Linked DNA regions of Zea mays: regions 1 and 3 are each linked to region 2. Evidence: chromatin contacts called from public Hi-C data. All regions are on one chromosome and are shown on one strand. The core of a region is the stretch at or near the end of the contact, and the rest is flanking DNA. Distances in the headings are between cores, read along the strand shown. Region 1 has its middle 140 kb from the start of LOC100193483. Region 2 holds the start of LOC100280403 (Phosphoglycerate mutase-like protein AT74H). Region 3 holds the start of LOC103641375 (probable GTP-binding protein OBGM, mitochondrial).

What was found. Hi-C and Micro-C count contacts between places; a contact is called where the count stands out from the background.
Region 1: a Hi-C map of leaf shows a contact between it and region 2, with 6 times the contacts expected there. The contact joins the enhancer-like site here to the promoter of LOC100280403 in region 2. A contact is called at or near these places in 2 of 25 Hi-C or Micro-C datasets (bundle sheath and leaf).
Region 3: a contact with region 2 is called in a Hi-C map of ear, with 3 times the contacts expected there. The contact joins the promoter of LOC103641375 here to the promoter of LOC100280403 in region 2. A contact is called at or near these places in 6 of 25 Hi-C or Micro-C datasets (bundle sheath, ear, endosperm and 2 more).

Annotation. Positions count from the first base shown.
Region 1 is chr10:89,769,640-89,773,038 of Zm-B73-REFERENCE-NAM-5.0, forward strand. No RefSeq gene overlaps it. Among protein-coding and RNA genes, the nearest start is that of LOC100193483, 140 kb to the left of the region's middle. Within about 2 kb of position 1,947, at least 3 of the 20 cell types and tissues checked have an H3K27ac peak or open chromatin away from gene starts, as enhancers often do. A contact at or near this core is called in bundle sheath and leaf, where this site is marked.
Region 2 is chr10:90,214,158-90,217,981 of Zm-B73-REFERENCE-NAM-5.0, forward strand. LOC100280403 (Phosphoglycerate mutase-like protein AT74H) reads left to right here and starts at 1,497. Exons shown (of 5, transcript NM_001153326.1): 1 at 1,497-1,559; 2 at 1,846-2,000; 3 at 3,014-3,060. LOC103641370 (a long non-coding RNA gene) reads right to left here and starts at 828. Exons shown (of 3, transcript XR_560276.3): 1 at 109-828.
Region 3 is chr10:90,492,818-90,496,363 of Zm-B73-REFERENCE-NAM-5.0, forward strand. It overlaps LOC103641375 (probable GTP-binding protein OBGM, mitochondrial), which reads left to right and starts at 1,856. Exons shown (of 5, transcript NM_001351710.1): 1 at 1,856-2,164; 2 at 2,239-2,347; 3 at 2,541-2,623; 4 at 2,915-2,977; 5 at 3,061-3,546. The coding sequence starts at 2,018. LOC542143 (MAP kinase6) reads left to right here. Exons shown (of 10, transcript NM_001111768.2): 10 at 1-200.

The sequences.
Region 1 (3,399 bases), core at 697-3,196, 440 kb before region 2:
TCGGCAAGCAGGGCCGGCCGGGGGACAGGGACAAGACAAGTAACCCCCGGCCCGAGCATCATGGACCGTCAATTCTCTACTATATTAAAGCATTAGTTTGAACGGTCGTACTGCATCATTTTTTAAAAAAAAACCCTTATATTTCTTTAAAATCAGCCTACGGTCTAAGATCGTATCCCATCCTCTACCTTATTTGTTTGCACATCAGCATTCTTGTAGCTGTCGCTCTAGCAACAAATCTCATCCATTTCGCAACAACATTCGCCCACTTCTTCCGCTGTTGCACCGCCACCGGCGAGGAAGATTAGGGCGCTCGCCTCCAGATAAAAATGCTCACTAGGTGATAAAAGTTGCATCGAGTCTAGCCAACTCTAAACCTCCTCGTCGCCCCCAGGGACCGGGAGTCCGTCGCCTAGCTCACTCGTCTTCCGCTCCGGCGCGAGCTCCGCTCCTCTCATTCAACATAGGGTGTAGTTCGTGCATTCCACACATCACCAAATGCAGCAAGGTCTTATACAGATTTCTAGCCATTTAATTGTGGAACATTGCTAGAGCATAACTATGAAAAAGTTTTGTTCAGGCCGAATTCATTTCACATTGAATTTTAAGTGAAACCAACTACACAATTGGAAATAAGTACAAGGCTCTGTAAAAGCAGAAAATATTTTTATTGTTTGATATGATACTCTAAAGACAAGAGCAAGTATGTATTTCAGTAATCATGTTAAGCGTTAGATCAAGTGTAATATTTGTTTCACCGGTTCAATATCTGGTATATGAATAATATGTTCACTTTGACATTAAATTCATTTATTATGTGTATTTTTATGTGGAAGGTCCATTAAGACTCTCAAGTGTCGCTTGGTCACCCAATTAATATCATCAAATATGGTTGGATACCGTCACAATGCACGGGTATTATACTAGTATTATTTATTCCTCTCTTATGATCTTATAATATCAATACAACATTGGGTTTGCAGGGCCTCTCAAAGTAAAACAGAAGCCCATTAGGACTCCAAATATAATCCAGTATCTTATTAAGTGGAGAGTGGTCTGCTGTTATTATTAACAGCTGGATATTTTTTTCTCAAAATTGTTCCCAACCTTTTTATTTGTTATTATTATTATTGTAACATCAGCAAGGTGAAGGAGCTCGATCTACTCTAGTTGGAGATTGGTCTATCGTACGTATAATCCTCTTTATGACTAGTTTGGGAACTCCATTTTTCCAATGGATGTCTATTTTCCTAAGGGAAAATTAACTAATTTTCCTTGGGAAAATGAGGTTTCCAAACTAGCCATTAGATTTTGGTATTTGGCAGGTTTATCGGTCGACAAAGTAGTTGATTGGCTCTTCCTTTAATTTGGTATGGTCGATATCATATTATTCGACAAACGGAGGTCTCTAGGTGGCAGAGGCTTCATTATTTATGCCTTTATTTTCACGTTTACGCCTTTCTCTATGTCTGCATATGAGTGAATGTGTTCAAGTGTATATGTGTAGATTGCCTACTTTCTCTTAACAACTTAAGTTTTTAGATTGAACCGATTAGTGCGCCATTTTATGGTTTGCACCGAGCTCAAAAACCAAGAATGTGACGTGGGCAGGGTTGAACCCTGTACACACTCAGCTCAAATCAAGCAGTACCACTACAACGCATGGCTATCTGTATTATATGAAGCTAATCTGATTGGGAAAATTAAATGTGAGGCACTCTTTTGAATGTTCTTAAAAGAAATCTGATTGGGAAAAGCTTCAACATATACAATCAGACTCATAGTGAGTTTCTACCTGAAAAAAATCATTGAAAAATTACTTGAAACCCGTTTAAAATAAAAAGAAAGACATGCAGACAAATTGAAATGTCACGTTGCATTTGACATGGACGCGGCAGAACATTTTTGGGCCAATTGCATTTTGGGGACCGGACTCATTTTGGATCACACATTATGGGAACGGGCCGGGCCGTACATCGTTTTGGATTACATCGTGGGACAAAATGAAGCACAGGAAATTCTGTACGGAAAAGGGGGAGGGGCTGTGAAACACAACCATGACTCAAAGTACAAGGTATCTCTACTACTCTATAAGGACGCAGTGTGGGCGTCCATAGTAGCGTCACCATGCCCCCGCCCCGCGAGTCGTCCCTGTCCCACCGCCTCGCGTCCTGCTGTCGCGCTGATGCCTCCCCACCGAAATCTATACGCCTTGCGTCTCGCTATATGCGCCCCCGCCCCGACGGCCCCCTCTGCGCCATCCTCGCCTGCAAGCCCTCGCGATTCCAGCATTGTCGTCGCGATGCCCGCGCACGCGCACCCCCTCCCCTCGGCGCCCCTCGCTTCCCCCAGCCATGCAATGCTCGCCTCAGCCTTCGCCTTGACAGAGGACGCACGACCGTTGTGCCCGCCCTGCTCGCGATGACCCATCCTCCCCCCGATTATCGTCGTCGCACCCACCTCCGCTCGCGATGCCCCCTGCCACCCGCCGCACCCACCTCCGCTACTCTATAAGGACGCAGTGTGGGCGTCCACAGTAGCGTCACCATGCCCCCGCCCCACGAGTCGTCCCTGTCCCACCGCCTCGCGTCCCGCTATTGCGCTGATGCCTCCCCACCAAAATCTATACGCCTTGCGTCCCGCTATATGCGCCCCCGCCCCGACGGCCCCCTCCGCGCCATCCTCGCCTGTAAGCCCTCGCGATTCCAGCGCCGTTGTCGCAATGCCCACGCACCCCCTCCCCTCAGCGCCCCTCGCTTCCACCCGCCCCAACGCCCCCACCCCTGTCTTCCCCCAGCCGCGCAATGCTCGCCTTAGCCTTCGCCTTGACAGAGGACGCACGGCCGCCCTGCTAGCGGTGACCCCTTCCCTCCCCCTGATAGTCGTCGCCGCACCCACCTCCGCTCGCGATGCCCCCTGCCACCCGCCACACCCACCTCCGCTACTCTATAAGGACACAGTGTGGGAGTCCAGAGTAGCGTCACCATGCCCTCGCGCGCCCCACGAGTTGTCCCTGTCCCACCGCCTCGTGTCCTGCTATCGCGCTGATGCCTCCCCACCAATATCTATACGCCTCGCTTCCCGCTATATGCGCCCCCGCCCCGACGGCCCCCTCCGCGCCATCCTCGCCTGCAAGCCCTCGCGATTCCAGCGTCGTCGTCGCGATGCCCGCACACGTGCACCCCCTCCCCTCGGTGTCCCTCGCTTCCACCCACCCCGACGCCCCCGCCCCCGTCTTCCCCAGCCATGCAATGCTCGCCTCAGCCTTCGCCTCGATAGAGGACACACGGCCGCTGCGCCCGCCCTGCTCGCGGTGACCCCCCTCCCTTCCCCCGATAGTTGTCGCCACACCCACCTCCGCTCGCGATGCCCCTGCCACCCATCAACACACACCTCTTC
Region 2 (3,824 bases), core at 247-2,746:
CCATATGAGTCCACTAGACTCAGTCATACAGTAAATCACAATTTCCCCATTCAGCTTGCATACCGACCAGCGTTACTTCACGTACTGAATAACGAGAAACCCACCGACCTCATTGTCGGAAACCGGCTACGCATCGTCGATGATCTCCATGCCGCAGATGTCACACCCTCTCCCGTCCTGCACAAACAAATGGAGGGCAGGGGACTAGGGTTTAGGGGTCTGGTGAGCAATGGCGGGATAGCTTGCCTTGAGGTAGGCGCGGGCTAGGGGTAGGGAGGCGAAGTGGCGGAGGCGCGAGGTGGTGCCGTGGCTGCCGGAGGCGCTGACGTCGCGGCGGCCGACGTCGACGACAACCACCTCCACGACGCCGAACGCCGCCTCAGCGTCCCCACGTTGCGGACCACCGCGACGCTCTCGGCTCTACACCGCCGCCGCCGCCGCGTCTGTGTCAGTGACCAGATGTGTCACGTCAGGACACTGACAAAGAAGACTGGTTGAGCACAGCAATGCGGTTCGCGAGGTATCGCTCTGAATCCCTGGTGGCGAGGTCGTTGGGAGGCGCCGAGGCGGGGTTCTCTCTGATCTGCGGGAATCACTCTCACTAGCGAAAATCCGTCACTGACAAAGTAGCTGGCATTGCATTTTGTATGCCATTTCACCTCCTATTGACAAATAGTTAATTTTGCCGACTGAGAAATAGCTTTGGCTGTTGTGGAATTCGACGATGATCAATCTAAAAAGCTGCCTCCTAATGCAATTGAGAACTTGCAAAGCGAGAACGAATGTGTTCAGTCATCCAGTACACCTTCCACGGTTCTACCGGTCAGGATTTATGACCATGCTATACCTCTCTCTCTCTGTATATAACTTATTCGTTGTGGCTTGATGTGGTTTTAATACAACTACGACTATGGCTGAAAATAATACTTTGACTCGGGTAATTGTCAACCACTATGTAGACATGTATAAGATTAACTCTAACAAGTAACTCCAAAGGGTTCTGTACTCTTAATTTAAAGGATATGGTTGTTCTCTACGTACCCAACAACGTTCTCTAAACGGTCCTCTAAATTTAGAGAATACTGCTGTATCCTCTATATATAGAGTTTTTATCTCCTCTGCTCTATCCATTTTCATACTTTAAACAATAGATTTAGTCAAACTAAAATATGTACATTTGAGAGTGATAAATACGTATGCACAAAAATTAAAAGTAAAATATATCTATAATATCGTTATTTATGTATAAAGTGTGAGATATAGAGGATGTTACTGAAGATGAAGATATGGAGGAGAGAATCTTTAAGAAGAGACGGTAAATGAATGATATAGAGGATGAACACGAGTACCTTGAAAACAATCGTTTGTTGGGCGTGGACCTCTACGTGTGCATCTCACGTTTCTGGCGGGATCTTCTCCTCCTACGCCAGTACCAGTACACACGACCACCCCAAAATTAGATTCAAAATCTCTCTCTTCCTGCCATTCTGGGTCCTCAGAAACGGGCGCGTCTCCTCCCCTCTCGCACCTGCTCCTCCCGTGACAGCGACGGCGACGAGGTACGTGTGGATTCCCCATCCCCAGGAGATGAACTTTCCCCTACCCTTACTTGCTTTGCAAGCTTCGACTGCTCCTCTTAATCGCGCCGATCCGCGCTGCATTCGCGGCGCTCGGTTGGTTAGTTTCGCTGGACATCAAATCGCTGGCGGGAATTGGGGTCAGGGGGAGCGAATTCAGATGGGACGCGTTATTTATTTGGCTTGCTGTGTCCCTCGACCGATTGAAGCGTATTATTGGGTTCGATTGTGAGTTTACCGCGCGAAATGGGGGCTTCGTTGGACGCAGGCATTCGGAAAATTGGCGTTCCTGGAGCAATCCGATTGCGAGCACTCTGGGAAGCATCGACGATCGGGAATTATTGAACTGCCACTACGTTGTGACATACATACAAGAGGGTTATGGAGTGTTACCTGACAGATATCTAGCTTTATGTCCCGGAGGTCTACCATGTACCCTTTTTTTAATAAGTTAAGTGATGAATTAGTATAGGGAGACACACGCTTTTCATCGATTTGAACAAGCCTTATGGCAAAATACCAAAAAAATGTTATATAGATTTTGGATTGGACTCATTAAAGACACATACAACAATGTTGTGACTAGTGTTCAAACAAGTGATAGAAACACAAATAACTTCTTAATTAGAATAGGGTTACGTCAAAGATCAGCTTTGAGTCCTTTTTTTTTGGTCTTGGTAATGGTCTAATGGATGAGGTCATTTCTTGGTATATGCTTTTTACATACGATATAGTGCTAGTTAATGAAAGCCGTGCAGAGTAAATATGAAACTAGAGTTATGGCGGGAGACTACAGTCCAAAGGTTTTAGACTCAATAAAACTAAAACCGAGTATATAAGATGTGATTTTAACACTACTATACATGAGGAACTAGATGTTAATTTGGAAGGTCAAAACCGACTCCAGTGTACAAATGATTTCCCCCCATATCCAATTTTATTTGAATTTTTATGATTAGAGCTGTTGCTTCTCCTATGATTCCTTGCTTGTTGGTGCCATCAAATATTACAGCATGTCATGACAAGCAAGTTAAATACATTAAAACAATTGTATTCTATCCATGACACGCCAAAAAACACCTTCTTGTTAGATTTATCATGCAGAAGCTAAATCTGAAACTCCTAAGTTAGACAACTATAAAAATACATTTATGTGTATCATAAATAGAAAATTTTCTTTCCCTTTTTATTTTATTTTACAGGTTGGGCATTTAGAAACTAAAAACTCTGAGTGCCAGTTTAGATTATCTGCCACTTAAAAGAGTTCTATGTGTACTCTGAATCTGCAAACTGTGATCAGCTAGTCTGATTTAAATTAATCTCTATGTCAGGGTCACTGAGATACTAATGACAGCTATTAACAGTGTGACACTCTAGAACTCAGTTAGAATTTCTAGCTAGAAATGTTGTAACCAGGAAGAAACTCAATGGTGCAGGGTTCAAGGGATGACTAGGGGCGCAGGTCTATGGAGGTAACTTCAAGGTGAGAACCACTCAGGCCTTGTTTAGTTATTCCTATACCTCATGGATTAGAAAAAAAATATAAAAGATTTTGATTAGATATAGATCTAAACCCACTCAATCTCCTCCAATCCATATGGATGAAGAGGGAACCGAACGGGCCCTAAGGGGAGATTTTTAGTCCAGGAAGTGTTCCAGCATATGGGATTTAATGAAACTACACCACATATCTGCTGCATTTAATCTGTGATGAATACACATGGAAATATGAATTATTAACACAGATGCTCGTGAAATCGACAGAAAAGTTCAGCACATAACTGAGAAAACCAGCAGAGGAAGGGAACATTGGTAGAATACTTCAGACCATTTCCCCTTTCCTGTTCTACTTTTTTTCCCCATTACCTTGCAACTGCATCAGTGGCAATCAATAATATGCAGTATTTGAACACAGAACCAGCCAGACTGACTTTTATATTTTCCCCCACCATCAATTGTAGTTAATAAGATGCTGCATTTGGGTGCCCAATTAGCCATACAAAGCTCTTGCTTGATCCAGAGGTCTGTGATGTCTTCATTTTCGCTATGGTTACCTACAGTTGGTCAAGCACTCACATCTGCCCTTAGCCTGAAAAAATGTTGTGACGATCTGGTTTTAGGCACATGATCTGTCACTAGCCCATCAAAATTCTACCATGCTATGGACACTGGCTGGTGGTTCAACTTGATCTGTGCCCTCTACAGTAGAGTGGAATTTGTTAAAGCAGAACCAGATCCCGTCATTTT
Region 3 (3,546 bases), core at 606-3,105, 280 kb after region 2:
AGGTGCAGAGTGTTCTGGGAGCTAGTTCTGAATATCACTGTCACGCTGTAATCTGCACGTTTCTGAGCTCCTAACTTCTAAGCATGCCACTACCGTATCCCTTTGTAATTTAATCAGCTGTACCATCCAGTACTCTGTTTACATTTGTAGAAACGCTCTGCAAAGAAGCTATTATGTGGGAGTTTCTTTGCTATTATTATAAATGTTCTGTTGTTATAAATGTTAAGTTTTTGTTTATTATAAACGTTATGTCGTTATAAGTAGTTTCTTTGCAAAGTGTTATTAACGGCCGGAAATGATATCATCTATACCAAAACAAATGCGATTGTCTGTCACTTGTAAATTTACCCAGTTTTATAATTGATCTACTTATTGGTGACTAATAAAATATTAATAGATATTTGAAATTCAAATTTTAAATATGATATTTTTTGAGATGATATTGTCTTAACGAAAACAATAGTTATGAGGTCCCGTCACGGGTTTAGGGTTTAGTTTAGGGTTTAGAGCTTACTGCTGAGGGAAGGGAGCCCGTCCTTCAGTGGCGGAGGGGCCTAGTGTGGCCCAAGCCATACCTTGGCATGATCCAAGCCACTTTGGTATTGCCTCTGCCTGCGGCCTGTTTGCAATTTTTTTTGCTTCACCTAGAGATGGCAATGGGTAAATACCCACCGGGTATTACTACCCCATACCCATACCCACGACACAAAAATAACCCCACCAGGTCACCCATATACACTGGCGGGTATGGATTTACCCCCATACCCATACCCATGCGGGTATGGGTCACCCATCGGGCCACCCATACCCACAAAAATTAAACAACTATCAAAATATTATACTATATAAATGTCAAGTATATCCATATAAATACCATTACAAAATTTTCTAGCTTCATTTAACCATCCATTCAACATATCAAAGATAATTGGATAAAGTAGTAACACTATGATAGTACTACATAGCACATTACATGTTCCATTACATGGTCATTAAATTGTTGTTAAATAGTAAAAAAGTTGGATGACTAAAGTCCAAGTTCATGCTTCGGATAAGTTTATATTGGGTATTTTATACCCACGGGTTAACGGGTATGGGTGAAGGCAGAACGTTCAAATACCCATTTACCCATTGGGTGAAGATTTTTGCCCAATAACAGACCCACGGGTAGAATATTTAGCCCACATACATACCCTAATGGAGTAAATACCCATCGGGTATCGGGTCGCGGGTACCCATTGCCATCTCTAGCTTCACCGTCGCACACAAAACATGACACCTGCTTCTCAGCCTACCGACGTTCCCCTCTATGGAGTTGCGCGATGCTCATCCTTATCTTTCACAGACTGCTCGTGCTCTTCCCTGGCATGTGCTTATTTGTATGCCGTTGCTTGTGCTAGGCAGCTAGGCCTATGTTCATAGCTACGTTATGTACGGTACTACAGACTTCAGTACTACTAGACCTGTTTGCAAGTAGTTGACCCATAACAGCTTAGATTTGTATCTTTTCTTGTGCATGCAGAAACGGGACACCTGATTTTGATCATGGATTACTTTGGAAGGCACGGGTTCAAAAATGAAAACAAAGTATGTGCAGATTTTTGTATGACTGTTGTAAACAATATATATTATATCAATATTAAAATGTGAATTATAATCATACAAGTTGATTAAGTATTTGTGTTGCATAGGTTTAAATTTATTATTTGATTGTATGAGCAATAATAAATTCAACTTATTTTGTTAAGTTAAATCATTGTTTTATTTTAAATTATTTGTTGTCAACTAAAACTTATACACGCATACATGGATTTCAGGATTTGACCATATAAATACATAGTTATAAACAAAATCTGCCATACCTCGAATTTTGTGTGTCCTCACCAGCTGCCGTCGTTCCTTGTCTCCCACCCGAGGTCAGCCGCCGCCGCCGTAGGTCGAGATCCACGAGGCGCCGGGATCATTCTCCATTCTTGGACCTTCGCCTCCACTCCCTTGTTGATCCAGTGGAGTGGATATGTGGCGGTGGCAGCAGACTCTCCTCCGCCGGCTCCCGCCGCCGAGGGCGGTGGCGCAGGCTCCGGCGTCCTGGGCGGCCGACCGTCTGGTATGCTACTACGGGTCTACGCCGGAGGGGAGGGAGGGAAAGGCGGCGCCTTTGCAGGTCTCCTACTTCCATATCCCCGTTTCCCTGAGTCTATTTTCTCCTCCGTCTGATTACTGATGGGTCTGGTGCAGGCGCGGGGCATGGTCGACAGGTTCCGGATGCGCGCCAAGGGCGGCGACGGCGGCAATGGCTGCGTCAGCCTCCGGCGCTCTAGGTCCAACCGCCACGGCATGCCTGACGGTGAGAGACCCCACCCTCTTGTGCTGCCCTTGCCTTTTCATACTAATACTAATATACTCCCTCCGTTTCTTTTTATTTGTCGCTGGATAGTGTAAAATTGCACTATCCAGCGACAAATAAAAAGAAACGGAGGGAGTATATATTTTCATTGTTTGGACTGATCCATCCTTATAATGAATTTTAAAATGTACAGGTGGTAATGGAGGGAAGGGTGGTGATGTAATTCTTGAGTGCTCACGGTCTATCTGGGATTTCAGTGGCTTGCAGCATCACATGGTATGTCTTCAAAAACATCATATGATTTTGCTTGAGCTAGATATGGTTGCTGCACTGATTGTTGTGCTTGATGTAAGATCTTATTCCATAAATTACAGCATCCTAATTGAAAGCTAGTTTTGTGAATGTATTGGTATAAGAAAGGTCACTTAACCCTGAATTTTATTTATATGTCTATCGACATAAAGTGTGAATCTAGACACTGCGGTGTAGCTCGGTTTGATGTGGATCATTCGAACTCTGGGGAAATCATTGATACCTGGCTTTAGCTTGTTTAATTTTGGTTTTCAGAGAGGAGGCCGAGGTGGCAATGGAGTTTCTAAGAATCAGATAGGAACAAGAGGTTCTGACAAGGTTACCACGAGTATATGCATATATATGTCATAACTTTTTTTTTGTTTATGTTATATATCCCCTTCTCTACTTATATGTTACAGATTGCACAAGTACCTGTAGGCACAGTGATTCATCTTGTCGAAGGGGAGCAACCTTCTCTCACAGTAAATAAACCGACCAGAGCTCTAGATCCCTGGGACATACCTAGTGCTGAAGAACACTCTTCAGATTTGTACCAGATTGCTAATATAGTGACAGAAGGTTTTGATGGTGGCTTGCCCCATCAGCATATTGCCCCTAAGCATAACACTGATGGAAATGACACTGTAAAGGGAAGCAACAGTAACTCGGATAATCCAAAATACTTTCATACATGCTCCAAGGCTCAGTTCTCAAACACAAATCGTGATGTAAGAATCTATTCATGTCAAGAGGGCACAGATGAAAAAGATCAGACTGAAAGTGGGGATGAAGAATTTTGGGAGGATGAAGACGAGTTTGACATGGATGAGGAGGAAGAAGAGGATGAGAGGGAAGAACAAGATGTGCAATATTGTATTGCTGAGATGACAAAACCTGGGCAGCAG